Regions from separate parts of the Bombyx mori genome. Here region 2 is linked to region 1. The links are chromatin contacts, called in public Hi-C maps. All regions are on one chromosome and are shown on one strand. Each heading gives the region's core, a stretch centred on a gene start, on an enhancer-like site or on the middle of the called end of the contact. The rest is flanking DNA. Distances are from core to core; before and after follow the strand shown. Region 1 holds the start of LOC101736475 (protein bicaudal C homolog 1-A). Region 2 overlaps LOC101743670 (sialin).

The links. Hi-C and Micro-C count contacts between places; a contact is called where the count stands out from the background.
Region 2: a Hi-C map of midgut shows a contact between it and region 1, with 2.2 times the contacts expected there. The contact joins the enhancer-like site here to the promoter of LOC101736475 in region 1. A contact is called at or near these places in 2 of 7 Hi-C or Micro-C datasets (midgut and whole pupa).

What each region holds. Positions count from the first base shown.
Region 1 is chr3:1,924,307-1,927,189 of ASM3026992v2, reverse strand. It overlaps LOC101736475 (protein bicaudal C homolog 1-A), which reads left to right and starts at 1,485. Exons shown (of 20, transcript XM_012688490.4): 1 at 1,485-1,741; 2 at 2,078-2,222; 3 at 2,596-2,639; 4 at 2,762-2,831. The coding sequence starts at 1,667. LOC101743670 (sialin) reads right to left here and starts at 1,055. Exons shown (of 12, transcript XM_038021329.2): 1 at 765-1,055. LOC134201016 (a long non-coding RNA gene) reads right to left here and starts at 2,648. Exons shown (of 2, transcript XR_009976171.1): 1 at 2,245-2,648; 2 at 1,761-2,010.
Region 2 is chr3:1,991,151-1,994,033 of ASM3026992v2, reverse strand. All of the region lies in intron 8 of LOC101743670 (sialin), which reads right to left. Among protein-coding and RNA genes, the nearest start is that of LOC101736753, 42 kb to the left of the region's middle. Within about 2 kb of position 1,438, at least 2 of the 8 cell types and tissues checked have open chromatin away from gene starts, as enhancers often do.

The DNA.
Region 1 (2,883 bases), core at 236-2,735:
TGTAAAATCTTACCAAGCACATTGGGTAACGTGGCAATATAATATAAGCTCGGACGCACACCATATGACGTTTTTGCCTAAAATGTCTAGACTTTTTTTTTTTCGTATTGAGCGATAGAACTATGTATCAGTTCCAATCCTACTCTAGCAAATATCGATTTTACTTTGTCACATTATTATGTAGATATGAAAACGTGTCTAACAAGTAATTAAAAGCTACATAATATGAGAGTTAGACGTCGTGGTGGTATGGTATTAAATAGTATTAAAGTTGGCGCGAATTTGTATACGTATTATATTTTCATAATTTTTGGTTTGTCGACTGATTTCAAACAAACAGTACAAGTTATCCGAAGCTTATCTTAATTAAGTACCCAATAAACCATAATAAAATTGGTCAAGTTCGACATACAAATGCACAAACAGATAAATGAAAGTGTAGTTTCAATTTCATTTGTTTTTTTTTAGTTATATAATTAGTATAGATTAATAGAAATGGTTTTTTTTTAAGTACATTAAGAGTACAATTTTACACACACTTTAAAAGTTACTAGAATGTGGAGTAGTAGTAGCCGGTCGGGAGGACCGTGAAACACGGCCAATGAAATTATTATCCACAGATGCTAAATTTTATTAAATGTGGCTGCTTTTATTTCGAACACAATCACCCAATTAGAATTCCATGAATAGCTTACACTCTCACCAAAAAATTTTGGAGAGTTAAATTGATACTTGTAAGAACAAAATAACCGTCGAATACTCACAGTATTATTTTTATACACTTGATTCTTTACGATTTTCGGCACACTTAAAATACGATATGCACTATAAAAAGACTTACACTTAAATACCTATAATATAATACTTTACTAAAGCTACTTTAATTTATAAATTAAAAACTTAAAATTATAATGACACGAGATTTGAGAGTCGAGACGACGCACGTATAACACCGGCCAGCGCAGAAACCCGACTGATGCGACCTCGCGCGGCTTCTTAAGTAGAACTCAAAAGTTTAATTCAAAACAGGTCGTTCCGTTTCTCGTGCTCGAATACGATTACATTAGCATTACAAGTTCGTAACAATAAGGCGATTTCATTCATGCGAACAAATCAATCTATTCCATACATAAATTGGGAACGGATTATTTGTTATTTATTATTAACCTTTCATTACAAGAAAACAATTTTTATTATAATTTCAGTAATACAACTGTTGCAAATAAGTATAAGTAATACAAAATGTTTTTTTAAGTAGATAATCGAAAACATTTTGATTATTTATAGAACGAAATACAAAGATTTACAACAAATTTACAAAGTTTTTTTTAAAATTAAAAACAGGAAAATTTACTAAATTTCTGTCTTTTTTTGACAAACTGACAATTTTTGAATTTTGTCTGAGAAAGTAACGAATTTTAAACTACCTCCATTTAAGTTTGTTCAACATAATAAGTACACACTTTTTCAATACTTTTAAAATCTTTCAAAGAGTCACTTCGTGAAGTTGTTCTGGTATAACCACAGAATTTTTATATATTTATAGTATTTTCTTCAATAATGTACATTTAGACAATCAATTTTATTCATGCATTGATATTGATTGATAAATATATTGACTATAATATAATAATACATATTATTTTTAATTTATTCAAAATTTATAATGGCTACGACCAATTACTTAACGGTAAAAACGCATTTATCAGAATTTAAAACAGACAAAGATGCATTAAGTGAGGTGAGTGACATAAAAACACTTAAAACAGTATTTTATTATTTTGAAATTATAACATTTTATGTGTATCTAAGAACAAATGTATAGAATGCACACTTATAATAAAATATTCTTACTCTTTTAGTCGGCACAAATAGTATTTGTGTGTATGTATGTTTCTTATTTATTTGGAAACACGAATATTTAGCAATCCGCCATTTTGATTTTAATATTTTCAAATAATTCTTTCTATAATTTGTTATGACGCCGTTTGTCACTTTTAAAACTGTTATCTGGAAATTCAACGAAATCAGTTCAGTTAAATGATGGGGAGTATTCAGTTACTAAATATTCTGTTAGGCGTCAGAAAGCGGTACAAGTAACTCGGTGACGTCAGCGGAAGACCTACAAAAATTAGCCGTAATACTCGGTTTGAATAGTGCCGAGGATGTCTACCAAGAGAGATTTCGAGTTGACAGACGACGCCTTGAGGCTATGTTGGGTGGTAAGGAAATCAAATTACTTACAATTTTTTTTATAGTAAACTGATTAGCATCCCGGCCATGATGTAGGTATCTTCATCTAATTCGAATGGTTCCGTTTCAAGATCAATTCCTCACAATTTTTTCGGAAAAAAAGAATCTTTACCAAAAGCATTATTTATTTTAAACAGTCCCGAATAAAAAACTGGAACTATGCAAATGATGGATACTTCAAAGAACCGTAACAAAGAAGATCTGAGGTACCACCTTAGATTTAATTTATAACTGACTGGACCGTCACGATATTAAAACACAAATTTGAAATCTCAAATTATTTTTAACTTTCATAAGAGGTAATTAATTCGTGCTTACATTTGTATTTTTACAATTTCATAGATAACCTCGAGGAATCACAAACAGCGCAAGCATTCTTTCATCGGGTAAGGTTTTTGAAGTTCATATTTTTAACAAAGCACGTAAATACTTAAATACATTTTTTGTAATAAATTGCTATAATTAGAGAATAGTGGTGTACCTCAAATTATTCAATTTACAATCACAGGTAATGAATGAAACGAACACTTTAATAAATTGGCCTGCACGCTTGAAAATCGGAGCTCGCTCTAAAAAAGGTAAATAATAAGATGGAAATTCACTTCATTACTTATCTGGTATCAAATAAAT
Region 2 (2,883 bases), core at 189-2,688, 67 kb before region 1:
ATTATATGCGAACAGCAAAAAAAAATTATAGCTTAATGATGAGTATGTGTTTGAAGCAACGGTACATTAGCAGTTTCGGAGGAAACAACAAAGGCAATATCAATAGAGCGAGTGAAATTACTCCGTGAACTCCGTAGACCACTGCTCTGAACGTTTTAAATTTGTTTATATGAAAACTTCTTTTTTTTATTGCTAAGATGGGTGGACGAGCTTACAGCCCACCTGGTGTTAAGTGGTTACTGGAGCCCATAGACATCACGCAAATGCGCCACCCGCCTTGAGATATAAGTTCTAAGGTCTCATGTATAGTTACAACGACTGACCCACCCTTCAAACCGAAACGCATTACTGCTTCACGGCAGAAATAGGCAGGGTGGTTGTAACCACCTCGCGCGGACTCACAAGAGGTCCTACCACCACTAAAACCCTTCTCTACGAAATGTCGGGGGCGCGATTCAGGAATCTGTCAAACAACTTCTTTTCTTTGCTAGCTACATTCTCACCTAAACATTTGATTGATTTGTAAATAAATAAAATAGCGTACAGTATCAAGAGTAAATAGTAAAAGTAAATAAATATAATAGAGTACAGTAAATAGAGTACAGTACAGAATACAATTAATAGTGTAATTATTTTATCCAAAATAAAACGGCCTCACACGCCGCGCCATCGGATATTTGGGCATCAAATTCCTATCGTGCTCTCATAATGAGTTCCGAGAAATATCGCACCATATACCTACCTTCAGAAATGATAAAATAAAAATGTGAGATCGACCGATGAGGTTAAGCAAAAAATATATATATAAACGCTTGAATGATTGCTGCGATAATTTAAACGGACATTTTGGAGCCGAGCGGTGGCGCCGCCAGATCCAATTAGGGTTCCTTATGACACGTAATAACGCAACAAGAATTGGTCATGATGCTTGGTCATGGTCATTGGTCTTTTACTGGTGGTAGGACCTCTTGTGAGTCAGCACGGGTAGGTACCACCACCCTGCCTATTTCTGCCGTAAAGCAGTAATGCGTTTCGGTTTAAACGAAGGGCGGGGCAGCCGTTGTAACTATACTTGAGACCTTAGAACTTGTATCTCAAGGTGAGTGGCGCATTTACGTCGTAGATGTCTATGGGCTCCAGTAACCACTTAACACCAGGTGGGCTGTGAGCTAGTCCCCTCATCAAAACAATAAAAAAAATTTATTAAAGAACTGCGCGATTTGTATGTAATCCATCTTAAAGCATGCACGCCCTTTTCAGCGGAGATCTTTGCGAGATCAATGCTATTTTTTATTTCGCAAGATCTGCAGACTTTTCATTTCGTTCCTGGGTTCTTGGTGCCAGTTGAATGAAAAATAAGCTAGTATGGTGTATCCGTATCTCTTGATGTATAAGCCGGACAGGCTAATATCATTTTTTCATTAGCAACTAAGTAAGGCCTATTAACCACGCCACATAGTGATGTTTTAGAGCATTTCTATATAGACTATTCAATTAGCAAGAGTATGGGGTATTGCGAACATCAAACAATTGTAATGTACGAGATGACTCAGTCGTTACGTCGAAGCGCTTAAGTTATGTAACATTATGAACAAAAGTATTAATAAAATATTAAAATATTTATGTTCGAATTTTAGATAGAACATAATATTATGTATAATATTTTTGATCGAGTCTGGAGTCTGGTTTAGAGTTTGAAATTATAATAATGAATTCGTTATGAACGATAATTGAACTAATACTGAAACTAATTGAAATAAACTCATTTACTACTGGTGGTAGGACGTCTTGTGAATCGGCACGGTTAGGTGCAACGTTTTACTGTTAAAACTGAGACCTCAAAACTCATGTTGACTGCATACGATTTCATATGTACATACTCGTGCTTGCTTCCCATCAGATTGAAGATTCACCTATTTATGATATAAATAACAAAGATTTAAGATCGCATAAAGCACTAAAAATCGGGATCATCCGCAGGCACGTTATAAACTAAGCTTTTCTACACTATATACAAATGTATATAATTTAAGAATTGAAAATTATTTTCTACACGTAATAGTGTGTGAATGCGTAATGAATGTTTAGTGTTTTTTAATGTGCAAAATCACTTTTGTGCATACCTGTACCGCTTACGTTCATTCACCTTCCGCTGACTCAACATTTACAATTTCATATGGAAGGACTAAAAGTTGAATATTCAGGATTAAAGATCAACGTAGGTAATTTTTTGGACGACACTAAAATTAAAACTAAACTTAAAACTTGATTTAGTTTGGATATTTATTAAATTTTAAATCGACGACAATACAACCAATAACTTACATTCACAGCAACCAACTGCTCCCTCCCTCAACGATGCAACATTCAATTAATTTCAACGAAGCAACAAAAACCATCTTCCAATCCGGCTGGTCACCGTGGAAGATCAAGACCAAAACCCTCTAAGGAAGATATCTCGAACTTCTTCAATAATAAGAAAATGGAACACAAACCCAAGAAATACTTCACTCAACTAAAGAGAAGAAAGATCAGCTTTACATAGTAACTTAGAACATCAGAACTTAATAATGAAACAGCTGTTATTCTTTAGAGGAGGCCTTCACCTTCACTCGAGGAGGGGTCCATGCAAACAAACTTCTATATTTTTTTTTTAAAACGTTGTCTAGATTTATACTTTTGTAAGGAAACGGAAGGGAGAGAGAAAGGAAGCAAATTAAGTGAAACACGTGTAATAACATCAGTATTTTTTTTCTTCTTCTCTTTTCTTCTTTATATTTAAAATATGTATGCAACCTACTATTTGTATGGAATAAAAGGCTTATTATTATTATTATTATTTATTAAATTTTGCCTAATCCGCAGTTTTCGTGGTCGCGTATG